Linked DNA regions of Zea mays: all the other regions are linked to region 2. A link is a contact called in public Hi-C data. All regions are on one chromosome and are shown on one strand. The core of a region is the stretch at or near the end of the contact, and the rest is flanking DNA. Distances in the headings are between cores, read along the strand shown.

Region 1 (4,638 bases), core at 1,127-3,626, 740 kb after region 2:
CAAAACTAACCAAAAGACATTGGGCAGGCATTAAGACTATACTTAGATATACTAAGATCTTGGTATATTTTTCTAAAAAATCAGGACCAAGCTTTGGTGGGCTACACAGATGTTGGATATCTGTTACATCCTCATAATGCTAGACCTCATACTAGTTTTGTTTTTATTTGTGGTGGTACTGTTGTATCCCAGAGATCGTGCAAACAGCCATTGGTAGCAACGACTACTAACCACTCGGAGATAATTGCTTCATATGAAGCCACACGTGAGTGTGCTTAGCTACAACGGATGACTAATCATATCCAAAAGTTTTGTGGTTTTGGAACTGCAAATATCCTCAACATTATCTATGAAGATAATGCAGCATGTGTTACACAAATAGGAACATATTATGTTAAGAGTAATATGACCATGCACATTTCTCCTAAGTTCTTCTATACCCACAAACTCTAGAATGAGGGTGAGGTGAAGATCTTACACAATCAATACTTGGGGTAATCTGGCTAATTTATTTACTAGATTTTTACCCATAGTCACATTTAGAAAATGTGTTCGAGGTATAGGGATGAGACACTTGAGAGATTTGCAGGATTCAGGGGGAAAGCATCCTTGAATTTTAGCCCTTGTTATTCGATCCTGAAGATCGTAAGCTATATAGTCTTGAAGGTTGTCGTTGTCCTGAAGACCCTCGTTGTACTCTTTTCTCCATTCAGTTTCCTTGAAGTTTCTCATAGATGGTTTTAATAAGGCATCAAGTGCAATACATGAAGTGAAACTATACACTTCATTTTTTCACTAGAGTTTTTTTGGAGTTTTAACGAGGCATGAATTCGTCGCGGTATTCGTCTAAGGGAGAGTGCTAAGAAACCATACGAAGGGTTATGTGGGCTAATACCAAACATACTCCTGAGCGGCTATACTTTTCTATATAATGAATTTGTACCACCCTCATAATGAATAACAAGAAAAGAGTTTCCACGTCTTTTGTCTTCTGTATCTTGTGCTATGTCGCTAGGGGAAGGGAAGAAAACGGGTTTTCTACATCTTCCTCACGTCTCCATTGTTGACGGGAGGGTTCTAGGTCTGGATCTAGGATCTTCAACGACGTTGTTTCTCAATATCTGCTACCCGAAAGCTTCCTCGTGTGGGCCAAACATACTCCTGAGCGGCTATACTTTTCTATATAATGAATTTGTACCCCCTCATAATGAATAACAAGGAAAGAGTTTCCACATCTTGTCTTCTGTCTCTTGTGCTATGTCGCTAGGGGAAGGGAAGAAAACGGGTTTCTACATCTTCCTCACATCTCCATTGTTGACGGGAGGGTTCTAGGTCTGGATCTAGGATCTTCAACGACGCTGTTTCTCAATATGTGCTACCCGAAAGCTTCCTCGTGTGGGCCAGTGGTTCAAAGTTGCTTTCCTGTGGGGCCGCTGCACAATTCTTAGGGTATGCTCGTCTCTTGAGTGTTCTCTTAAGGGTATCTAAGAGGTTAAATTAAAAAAACGAGAGATGATCTCTTCATGAAAGGTCAATCTATATACAACTTTTTATATATATTGGCTCTTAACTAAATTTATATTGTAATTGATTTAAAGACATCTTATTATATTATACAGTTTTTAGTTGCATCTTTACATAGAAAACCGATTCAGCGAATCAGGTTGTACATGTTCGTTGATGGTCGGCATATCTGTTGCTGCTGGTTGGACCAGAAGATGGAATATTAGAGGGATTTGCAATTTCACTATCACCAGCAGTGGGCATCGCTAATATGTTATCGTGTCCATAAAATATAGACATAGATGAATCCATAAATCATAGACAAATGGTAAAATAGCAAATAAACAACTCTTGTGAATTGCAAAATTGCAAATATTCCGGGAACGCTGCTCCTGTCGAGGAGGCGCTCGGACGGGATCACGGGAAGGTTCTCAAGTGAAAGGTCTTGTCTGAGGCCGAGAGGGAAAAGATAATAGGGCCCATCGCAGCCCAACATCTGCACAGACCCCCTGCCTGACTCTGACTGGATCGCAGGCAAACAAAGCCCAAGAGGCACAGGCGTCGTGGGTTCATGCCCTGCAAAAGCAAAACCGTGTGCCTTCGTCAAAATCCAACATCCAAAACAGCTGCCGCTAACCACGGTATCATCCTCACTGTTCCATTCGGACTCTCTTGTAAAATCAACCAGAAAGTAATAATCAGATAATGGCAACAATACCCCTGGTCGCTCGCTCCACTGTTCAGTCGGTTGGTTGGCCCACTGAAGAACACCGCATGGGCGTTTCGGGAAACGAGAAAAGCCGTACGAGGGCGTGAGGCTGAGGAGAGGAAACCCAGCGGCGGCCGCGGGCGCCCCAAACCCAGGGCAGAGTCGCAGGGTGACGCGGATAGCCCATCATGGCGCCGCAGCAGCCGTGAAGCACAAGAGCTTTGCTGCAGCACGACGGCTTTGTCCTCTCTCCTTTAAAGCGGACTGCTCTCCTCAATTGTCAGGCAGTAGCATCCATTTGATTGTTCTATCCTCTTCTCTGTTCTCACCCCCTTGCAAGCAACAATCGTTCACCGATCGATCCAGTGCGTCCTGCATGGAAACTGCCGCCGTCGCCGCCTCCAGTGCCGGGCGCCGCATCATGGTGGCCGTGGACGAGGGCGAGGAGAGCCTGCACGCGCTCAACTGGTGCCTCGCCAACGTCGTCTCCCCGGCAGGAGGCGACACGCTGGTGCTCGTCCACGCCCGCCGCCCGCGCCCGGTCTACGCCGCCATGGACAGCGCAGGTATTACTACCGCCGCAGATGTAAATTTCTCCAGATCATATGGAGCCGGCCGGGCGTTGAAGCTCACAAGTATCAGTAAATGGAAGAGGCGCTGATGCCCTGGATCCTGCCTGCAGGGTACATGATGACCTCGGACGTGCTGGCGAGCGTTGAGAGGCACGCCAACGCGGTCTCGGCGGCGGCGGTCGACAAGGCCAAGCGCGTCTGCGCCGACCACCCGCACGTCAAGGTGGAGACGACGGTGGAGAGCGGGGACCCGCGGGACGTCATCTGCGACGCAGCCAACAAGATGGCCGCGGACCTGCTCGTCATGGGCAGCCATGGTTACGGCTTCATCCAGAGGTGAGCTGATACTGACACTGATCATACATGGTACTAGACCCTTTCCGTCTTGTCCAAAAATCAACACATCGGACAAGGATTACACAAGTTGAGTCACGTCAGGAGTCTGTCGAGGGCGACAAGTGCTTCAGATCCTTTTTTTTTCTTGGCCTGCAATTATCCCTGTGAGGCAGCAATCTACTCACTCGTTTATCTTCGTTTCAAATGAACATTGCTGCAGGGCGTTCTTGGGCAGCGTCAGCAACCACTGCGCGCAGAACTGCAAATGCCCGGTCCTCATTGTCAAGAGGCCCAAGGAGTAGAAGGTTCCTCGCATGTAACGCTGCAGCTTAGCCAATAATGTTTCATGGCGACCATATAGGCATATATGTACACACTTCACATCCCATTGCATGGCAGTGTCTTCCCTAGTTCAACAACTAGCTTTCTGCTGGAATAAGGTGTTCAGAGTTCAGACAGAGTATGTACTGTACATACTATCTTCTTGCATTTGGTACTCTTGTTTAGTGAAAAGCGTTCCGTAACCTTCGGTTGCCTAGCTGTTTGTTTCTGCTAACACGATTAGCTTATCTTAAAACCCCGCTGCACATAACAAATGTGGCAACTTTTAACAGTTACAGGCCTCCATCAAGCAGAGGTATTTCAGTCCCGTCACCACCAAAATTTCACACCTTTTAATTTATCATGTAACTGTTTCGCGAGCACCTAAGCAGCAGCGGTATCGACAAGCTGTAGAAACCCAACTTAGTGGGTGTTTGGAAGTGAAATTTTTTTATAGTTTTGAAAGAATACTGTTGTATTCTTAAATACTAAAGTATTATACATAAAATAGTGTTTAACAAACTAGCTAAAATCTCTATTTTTAAAACTGAACTATTATAAATATTATAGTTGTTTTAAGGTATTCTAAACTTAGGTTATTTTAAACAATGGTATTGTCATGACTGAAGTAAATTGTAGTATTTCAAAAATTATGGTTTTCAAAAACTTCGTTCCCAAACAGGGATTTAAAAACATTCCATTGCATGATAATACCATGAAAACCGATCAAGCTCTAAGTTGTACATGCTCTAATGCTCACTCGACCACAAGATAAAACATTAAACCGCCTCCCAAACAGGTTAGCCTCCAATGAAACCCAGACGCAATCGAAACAACTAATTTTAGTTACCAAGGGCAAAGGAAATAATGAAAGTAAACCGTAACTCTTCAAAACATGATTATCATAAAAACATTTCGGCAGCAAAAGGTCCTAAGTTCCACCTTACAACTGAGCTAAAACATAGGAAACACAACCATGCTTTCCTTCCTACTCCTCAGCCTCACCACTCTTCTTGTTGCCCTTCCTTGAATACCTCAGGTTCCTCAGGAACTTGGGGTCCATCTGCAAACATGGTCAATGCAAAGGGTCAGTTGTAGAGCAAAAACCAAGGTGCATCTCAAGCAGCTGTTAGAGATGAAAAATTGGCAAAAGTAACAGTTGTGCTACATCTCAATACAAATAGCATCCTAAATGAA
Region 2 (4,906 bases), core at 1,702-4,201:
AGAGATAAATAGAGTGTCATATAGAGAGTCGAAAATGGAGTGTCTCTTGGAGATGCTCTAAGGCCGCTAATAATGCAGAGGTACATAACTACATAACATGAAATGAAATCAAGAAATAATCACAAAATAAATTATACCCACTCAGCATTCTCATATTACTAAACCAATGGTCTGGTGATAAAGAGGCTGATGGGATGTGGTGTTCCAAGGTGCTGGACTTGGAGGGGGGAACAGGACCACAAACAAGTTAGATGGTCCATGATTGTATGAGTTGCTGAGCATAGGGGACATATTTTGGGCATTTGAAAGATAGTGAGCAGGTCATGAAAGGATTATATCCCTACTTTCCAGTGGAGAAGTAAGAATTCAATCGAATTCAAATCAAAGCAGGTTCCAAATTTCACACTTTCGAAGTAACAAAAATGTTATTGCAAAATAAGTAAATGACTCATTCTAAGTATTTATGGTAGAATTTGTAAACAAAAAAGGGTAAACCCAGTGTCAGAGGCTCCCAAATGAGTGGGGTCTAGAGAAGGGATAAATCGAAGCAAGCCTTCCCCCTACAAATGAACTACCAAACAACTGCATGTGACATATACAGGAAATGAACAATATTCATACCAATTTTACATGTATAGTAAGGGCACTAAATAAAAACCTGGAATTATGTTTGTAAATGAATATTCTCCTGATGATGACGTCAAAGCAGATGCAATCAACTCATCAGAATCTGTCATCAGTTCAATTTTCACACCAGCAGGTCCTCCCCGTTTTGAGCAGCTCTTACCACCAACAGCTCCCACTACTTTACCGGATATCATAAACCTGCACGGTGCATGCATACATTAACATTTGAAGTTTCAATGTGATTCATGTTCACACAAAAAAATTAAACTAAATGGCTAAAGAAACAAACCCAGTGAACTGGAAATTTATATCCGCATTTCCATTGCACCCATTGTGATCAATGATGACAGGAACCTGAAGTGTTAGGTGAACATGTCATCCAGTAAAAGAACAAATGCACTTAGTGCTTAGTAAAGACAAAGTAAGGAGGGAAACAAAGGAAAGATTCAGTTAAGGAATTATTTTACAGTTTCGGGCTTCCATGACCATCCCTTGGGCCCCTTCACTCTGACCATGAACGAACCCTGTGTTGACAGAAGCGACAAGCATAAATAGTAGACATAAATTTTATTTTAGAAACAATGGAAGAGAATATCAAAATTATGATCTTAGCAACTTCCTCCAGTACAAAAAAAAATAGGTGCTGCTTTGGATGTCATACAGTCAAAAAATAAATTTCTTTGTAATATTCATTAGGAGCCTACATACCTTGATCACAATAACTAGTAGTCTAATTGTCTAAATATGTATAAAATATATCAATGATGTAATAGTATGGAACTGTTTTTTGAAGGAAGATCAGGCTATACAATTTCTAGAAGTTCAATTGAAATATCAAAAAGGATATTGATGACAAAAACTTAAACAGGGCATCATGCTGACAGTAGCCAAAACATAACATGTTTTGTGACAGGAGGGAGTAGTGCCCTTTAACCTTTGCTCCTACTTGCAATAAAATTGTATGTGTAAATAAAATGAGAACACATAAAAGATAATCCAGAACTAAAGTAAACAAAAAACACAAAGATACCTTATCATAGACGGGGATAAAATAGTATCCATTAGGAGCACACTGTGTGCTTTCTTTAACCAAACCATCAACAGTGCAGAGCTCAACCTGATACACAAAGTTAAGAGGGAATCAGTTGGAGGCTTAGTGCAAATCATAAATAAATATAAAAACATATGCATCAAAACCAAAGCACAAGCATGATTAACGGAACATACACAGACACAAATAGAGCAATACTAGAATAATAGCCATGTATTAAAAATGATATTAATCTCTACATGCTACAGTTTGCATATGTCACTATATGAGAGATGAAAATATCCATCAGTTTAAACTTAGTAGAACCCACCCAACCAAATCATCCCCCACACCCACAACCTCCACTAAACAAATTGCACCCAGACTTAACAAAACATGAAAACCAACGTTTCAGATCGCTGGATAAACTCTCTCCCTTACTCAAATCTAATGGACAATATTATTTGAATCATCCCCCATCGCTCCCCCCAGCATAATTAAGGTCCAGCAATCACCAAAGCTACCAGAAACAAGAAATCAGTATGTGCTCAAAACACCGGCAGGGCAACCTCTTGTGCCCTAATGGTAATTCTAAATGGTCTGAATAGAGTGTAGAGTCGCTAAACCCAACCATGCAAACCCATAGGGCAGTGATCTGAATACCATGGGACAACAGGCAATCCGAAACTAGGATAGTTGTTAGAGCAGCGGCGGTAACTCAGCATCATGCAACCAGAACGTGTTCAGCTCTCCATGAGGTCCAATTCAAGTGAACGGCATCAAGCAAATGTATGTTTAGACTAAACGAATCATGCATAAAAATACCAGTCAAAGCTCGATAGGAAAGGACAGCTGAGTGCAACTACGAAGCTTGTCTACGTGATGGGATGAGACGGTCCTAAGATATAAAAACTGACGATGGCGGGAGCGGACGGCATACCGTGATGTCGGAGTAATCGAGCTTGGAATCCGATGCCTTCCTCGACTTGGCCAAGCCAGAGCTCGCCTGAAACCACCCAAAACCCCAAGTCGCATCAGTGTAACAAGTCACACCTAACCAAAGCGAAACACACTGTACACGGAGATAGAGCAACATGAGGAACGTCGACCTCGACGACGCCGCCGCATCCGTGGATCTCGTCAGAGGCGACAACGGCGGAGAAGAAGGCAAGCAGGAGGGAGAGAAGGATGGGGAGACGGCGGGGATCCATAGATAATAGATCGGATCTAGCGGGAGCGGAGCATGCCACCGGGGGAGACGACGACGAGATCGATATGTGCGGGGGCGATGTGTATTAGTGGTAGCAGTGGAGTTTGATATTTGCTAACAGCCTAGCACTCGCTTGGACCGCTGTGGACCTGTGCCCTATGCTGTGGGTGTGGGCTTTTTTCCTGGGCCCTAGGTGTAGTGTAGATGTAACTATAGAAGACGATGGGGTTGGGCTGGAATAATGGCCTTGACAAAATTGGGGGTTTCACGTCCCTGTTTTCATGAAACTCCATTGAACCCCCCCCCCCCCCCCCCCCCCCATTGAGAGCCACTAGATCAGGCGGCGCCCCTTCGGACGCCCTATCCAACAAAGGGTAAAACAGGAGCGAGCAATTGTACATATCATATTCAAATTTAGCAGAGGATTAGATAAATTATTTAGCACAATCCACAAAACTAATTAGTGCGAGACAGGTAGAGCAACAAAGCAATGAGCAGACCAAACACATAGAGACTGAACATAGTAATGCATATCAAATTGGAACTATAGAAAAAAAAACCTTCATTTGCTATAGCAATTAGAGCACAAACAAAATGAAGTGCAATAAAAGCATAACTCGGGGCACATATATACATGCACACTAAAATAGAAGTGTAGCGCTTGTTTTACATAGCAATCCTTCATTAATCTGTGCATCCATATGGTACACATCCAAAAGCAGGATAGAACGTATTGATCCAGGTTCCTGATGCTACCACCAAAGGATCAACTTATATGTATAAGTTGGTTTCATAAGACAAGCATAATTATAGAGACTAAGCTACAGACGGATCGACATATATCCCTCGCATTGTCGCGATGAACATAAAAACACGGTGTTCCCTTATCCAGGATGAAACCTAGGAGGAGATAAACATGTATGCACTACATAGTTCTTGCGAACACAAAAGTGCAACATCCCCGAATTCATGATAAAACGTCAGCCTCACCGGACCTGAGGGGAAAAAGCTTTTTTATGTAAGATATAAAAACTAAATAAACGATAGTAATGGATGGTTTATGAAACTTACTTAAGGTATCAATACAGTCTCTGATGCACCCCTTTTACCAAATTTCCATCTCAGACACTATCAAGTATGGTATGATGATTTTAAATTTGAAGATTTTAATTTGGATTTACAAAATTCCAAGAGCACATAAATCTAGCTACATTGATACGCATTTCCAAAGAGACAATGCTTCACTAACCTGTAGAGAAAATGAGTTGTGTGCATGATTTCTTAAAAACGATTTTGAAGATGTCAGGTTTTATCAAGAAACTTATGGCATTAATTTATTGCAATGCTCTCCTTTTTTATTCAGATAGAACAGTGTTTTAATCTGAATCCATTAATTAGAATAAACTATGAACTTTAAAAATGGGCTTGGACACTGTCATAAGCGCTGAAAATATAAGGAAAAACAATAGTAATAAATGTTCCTCTAGAAAGTAACTACAACAATATTTGGAATGAAAAACGAGGAGACAGTTTATAGGATAGTTTGGAAGGTATTTCCTTAATTTATTTGGTTTGAGGGTATTTCCAGTATAATCCTTGGTGAATAAAATGGTAAGATTTGTCATCTTTACATGTCGCTGCAAAACTTGTTAGTAGTGTTTATTGACTGTTTTATATTGCCTAGGAATTTGACTATCTTTGCCTGGATGAGCAGCAACTGATGATGCACAGAATATGATGGTAAGATGTTTTATATTCTTTATGCAATTCTTGGTGTTTGTTCCTAATTGATACATGATGCATGGTACACCACGTAACACTTACTTCAGCTGAATTCAGTGGTTCCTATGCAACTCCACCACTGCTTACCGTAGGACGCTAGGACCGTGCGATCAGGTCTCTAGCAAGGAGTCGTATATGGGCATATTGTTCAGTTTATTTCCTGAGTCATTTAACTGGGAATTAGCCTATCGTAAATAAGAAAGGTCAGGTCGGTAGCATAAACAAGCAGATGTAGTCGTAATCAAACTTAAAAAAAA
Region 3 (4,316 bases), core at 550-3,049, 550 kb after region 2:
AATCAATCAAGTTTTCAAGGTAATGCCAGCAGAAAGATATGTTATTTTTCATCTAACAGAAAGAAAGAAGGTACTTGAACTATTCTGGATGAGTGATTTCAACCTAGAAGAAAGAGCTAGGCAACATAATATGTGCTTGCCAAGTATTTTGAAACTACAAGAAAATCTTAAAAGTGCATTTATGGTTCAGGTAGCTGATTCTAAAACTACTGTTAGTTTGAAAACTTTTAGAAGAGCTCACACAGGATTGCTAAAGATTCTTGATGCTGTCAGGGCAGATGTTCAACTGCTACATCTATCCTGCAGTTCTAGTGGAGAGTTTATTGGGCACAATCTAAAGTTTGCCTTGCTCATTCATGATTACTTATTGAAATTTCATGCATTGCGCCCCCTGAAAGGTGAGCAAATTGTCAGAGTCAAAATTATGAGTTACATAATTCAGAATGCCCAGTGTTTGTGTTTCGGTCTTCTGCATCTTCTGGCTGTACATACTAATTCAATCTTCGGACTTTGGAGCCACCATGAAGTGCTAAGGGGAGAGGTACTGATAGAAGTTGCTACATGGTGTGATGAGTATTGCATCAAATGGGAAGTTTGATTTCACATCCTTGGCGTTCAAAACTTTCAACTCAGAGGTCATTCTGATCACAGAAGTACTGCTGTGGGCAAGTATGCCCTTGGGAGGATACTGTTTGCAGTCTGTTTGAATGTGCCATGAATGCTGGTGGCACTTACAGTAGTGGCATTCAAGCCATTGCTTGGGGACAAGCAATGTTTCGTGGGGGCAACATTATCATACCTAGCACCATTAGATATGTGGGCCCAGTTGTCATGGCCTTTGGACCTTGCAGTTTTGGGTTGGCAGAACCAAGTGGTAGCTATATAGGAGAGAAGCTGGAGACAAAAGGGGGGACAAGAAAGAATTGAGAAACAGGAAAGAACAGGAGTCAAACTCCCTCATATATCGGTGTCATTTGATTATCTGTGATTTGCTCAAGTCTGTGTTTCAATCTCGCTATGGGCAACACGGGTGGTGACAATGTAGCAATTGCAACCAGAATGTCTCCAGTCAATTGCCAATTTATCTTGCCAGCCACACTGCCTCCCGTCAATTGCTTATTTATCTTGCCAGCCAGCACCAAGTCCCTCACAGAACCTGTCCTCGGAGGCCAAGATACACTGGGCTGGCAAAACCCCATTCAACCACCGACATCATTGATCTCCAACACCAGACTAGGGGAGGGTTCCTAACTAATTGCGGTTACTAACTAATTACAACTCTTCCCAAACTCATGTAGCCAACAAACACTAAACGATTCATAGATCACAAACTGCCAAACCAGAACTGAGATCGAATGGGCGCGCCTGGTTGATATCATAGATCACAAACTGCCAAACCAGAACTGGAATCGAATGGGCGCGCCTGGTTGATAGACAAGGAGGATCCAGGCGTATACCTCGAGGGCGTGGGCGTGACGCTTGTACTTGCGGAGCTCCTTGACATGCTTGACGAGGTCGTCGCTTCGCGTCGCGCCGCCCTCCCGCACCCACTTGTTCAAAACCCGCGACACGCTCCCCTCCCCGGCGCTTCCAAGCGCCGACAAACGACGGTAGAGCAGCCTCGGGTCCTGTTTCGCCGGCTTCGCGGCGGCGGCGGAGCTGGGGGCGGTGGGCGCAGGTGTCTCCGCCGCCGCTTCGGTAGCCGTAGAGAGGAGGCGGCGGAGTAGGAGGCGGGGACCGACGGATGGGGCCGGCGGCGCCATGGTTTAGGGTTTGGGGTTAGACCGCTCGAGGAAAAGAGGGAGGTGTTGCTTCTAGGTTGGGTAACCTTACCCCAATCCATATGGATTGAGGCCTAGTTTGGGTACTCTAGTATTAACTCCAATCCACTTGTATTGAGATGTATTGGGGTGTAACTTAAACTAATTTACACCCCAATCCACCTCAACACATGTGGATTGGAGTCAATGCTAGAGTACCCAAACAAAGCTTCATTGAGGGAGTTCCAATCCCTAGTAAGTCAAAATCTCTCTCAATTCGTATCAATCCCCTTCAATCCATATGGATTGAAAATAACCGAACAAGACCTAATTTGGTAGGAAATGTATTAATACTTTAATAAATCAAATCCTAATGGGAATATGAATTGTTACATTATGTTGAGGCTAAACTTTGATCTTTATTTGATGCATATACTTGAAATGTTCAAATTTGAATTTGTGGCTTGGTTGGATTTGAATTCAAAAGAGAAATAAAAAGAAAAGATATTAGAAATTCAGAAGAAAAAGGAAAATGCAACCCCCTCCACTGGACCTTTCGGCCCATTAGGCCTAGCTCGCCCACACGCGCGCCCGCTCTCCTCCGCTCCCTGCCCGGTGGGACCGGCCTATCGGCGCCAATCCCTTCACCCGCGCGCTCCCCCTCTCTCTGTGTCGTGGGCCTGCCCTGTCAGCGTGCGCCGCTCTCTCATTCGCGCTCGCTCGCTGACGCCACGGCCCCGCCTGTTAGTCTTGTCTCCCTCCTAGAAACCGCCGCGCCCGCGCCCACGCCGCGCGCTCCGCACGGACAAACCGTCGCCCACACCCCCACGACCCTATCCCACGCGTGTCGCACGGGCCTCAAGGTAGAGACCCCGAACCCTCAGCATACCCCCGCCTCCCATTCACTCTCTCCCTGCCCCTTTCATTCCCACCCAGCTCGCAGCGCCGCCGCTGTCGTTGCACGTCGTTCCGCCGGCATTGAGGCCTCGCCGTGCCCAGTTCCTCGGTGAGCTTCGCCTTTGCTTGTGTAACTCAGGATGCACCTCAATTCACTTCCTCCTATTGGAACTTGCTCTCCTAGGCAAGTTGATCCAACGGGGGAGTGGAAAGAGTGCAAGCAAAGTTTAATGTGGGATGACAATTGCTCTGTTAATCTGGCCTCTCAAGGGCACTGTACGGGGGTATTTATAGCTACCCGAGTGTCTATCGTCCCAAGACAAGGACGTTTATGCCCTCGGATACCCGGACTATTCCTAGAATATTCCCATAAAGGGAGGTTACAGACCGTCATTACAGGAAAAAGTTATTACAGATGAGGCACGTAATATGCTTGCCCACGCGGGGCCCGTTACAGTGGGCCTCCGGACGAGATGAGGACACGGGACTAGCAGACTCCGTCGGAGTCTGGCCTTCGCCTTGCAATGGAGAGGACGAAGGGCAGTCGCGCCGATCGTCTCGCATTCGTTGGTGTAGCGAGGCGACGAAGACTTCGCGCGAAGGGTAGCGTCTTCGCCTTCGCCCCAACATTTGCCCTCCGAGGGACCAGTTCAACTGAGTCATCTAGTGCCGAAGACGTCGCTAGATGATGGAGACGCTGCCCTCGCTCGAAGTGGTCCCGCGGGGGTTTTTGAGGTGACCGTTGATGGGACGTGGTACTGTTGGACTGCGGGTTTCCCGAAGCGCCGCGTCGTGTGTATAAAAAGGGCGGCGCGGGCTGACTCTTACCTTTGCATGCGCCGGAAAACCCTAAGCTTTTGAAACCGCTCGCCCGCTCACCTGCCCTCCTTGTTCCTCTGCATCGGAGATCTGGCCCGCGTCAAGCAAACCACGCGCCGCCGCCGACGGTACGTAGCGATGTCGTCTTCTTCCTCATCTGCTGCGAATGCGCCACTGGCCGATTCATCATCTGAAGATACCTCGAGCGATTTGGCGACGGTGGAGTTACAGCCGGGTCACATGGTGGAGTTCGGCGTGTCGAGGATTTCCTCGGTTCGCGTGCAGGATATGCAGCAGTTATGGTATTTTGGGAACGGTGTTGGGCGCGTCCTAGGGGCGGAAGAGATTCCCGAGCCTAAGGGCGAGTTAGTCGTGTTTGAGGCGTTCTTCATCGCCGGCCTTCGCCTACCCGCGCATTGTTTCGTGGCGGAGGTCCTACAGAGGTTTGAGGTCCAGGTCCACCAGTTGACACCTAACGCCATGGTGGCCCTGGCGAAGTATGTCTGGGCGGTGACTTCGTACGGCGGACAACCTTCCGTAGAGGTCTTCGCCAAGAATTACTATCTGCACTGGCAAAAGAGAAAGATTGGAGGTAAAATTGCACAGTTTGGATCGTGCACCTTCACGCCGAGGACTGGAAAGACTTCGGCGGAAGTTGTGGAGTTAGTTCCCTGTGCTCGCAACAAGTGGGGCAACTGGTGGGATTATTGGTTTTATGTTTCGGGAAGCGAAGTTGAAGACCTCCCAGGGCTCCCTGCGACCATAATGTGCTCCCACTATTATGTGGCGTTCCCACCATTTGAGGTGGCGGAGGATGATGAGAACGAAGGGGCCCTTCGG

What was found. A called contact is a pair of places that touch in the nucleus more often than the background predicts.
Region 1: a Hi-C map of bundle sheath shows a contact between it and region 2, with 4 times the contacts expected there. The contact joins the promoter of LOC100194015 here to the promoter of LOC100384763 in region 2. A contact is called at or near these places in 3 of 25 Hi-C or Micro-C datasets (bundle sheath, ear and endosperm).
Region 3: a Hi-C map of leaf shows a contact between it and region 2, with 5 times the contacts expected there. The contact joins the promoter of LOC103635083 here to the promoter of LOC100384763 in region 2. A contact is called at or near these places in 5 of 25 Hi-C or Micro-C datasets (ear, leaf, tassel and 1 more).

What each region holds. Positions count from the first base shown.
Region 1 is chr8:37,491,148-37,495,785 of Zm-B73-REFERENCE-NAM-5.0, reverse strand. LOC100194015 (universal stress protein) reads left to right here and starts at 2,376. Exons shown (of 3, transcript NM_001139078.1): 1 at 2,376-2,778; 2 at 2,895-3,120; 3 at 3,341-3,642. The coding sequence starts at 2,589. The coding sequence ends at 3,422. LOC100282295 reads right to left here. Exons shown (of 3, transcript NM_001368947.1): 3 at 4,249-4,504. The coding sequence ends at 4,486.
Region 2 is chr8:38,228,416-38,233,321 of Zm-B73-REFERENCE-NAM-5.0, reverse strand. LOC100384763 reads right to left here and starts at 2,951. Exons shown (of 27, transcript NM_001362469.1): 1 at 2,767-2,951; 2 at 2,598-2,663; 3 at 1,658-1,744; 4 at 1,095-1,151; 5 at 917-981; 6 at 659-825. The coding sequence starts at 2,868.
Region 3 is chr8:37,682,797-37,687,112 of Zm-B73-REFERENCE-NAM-5.0, reverse strand. It overlaps LOC103635083 (pentatricopeptide repeat-containing protein, mitochondrial-like), which reads right to left and starts at 1,799. Exons shown (of 2, transcript NM_001301549.1): 1 at 1,458-1,799. The coding sequence starts at 1,763.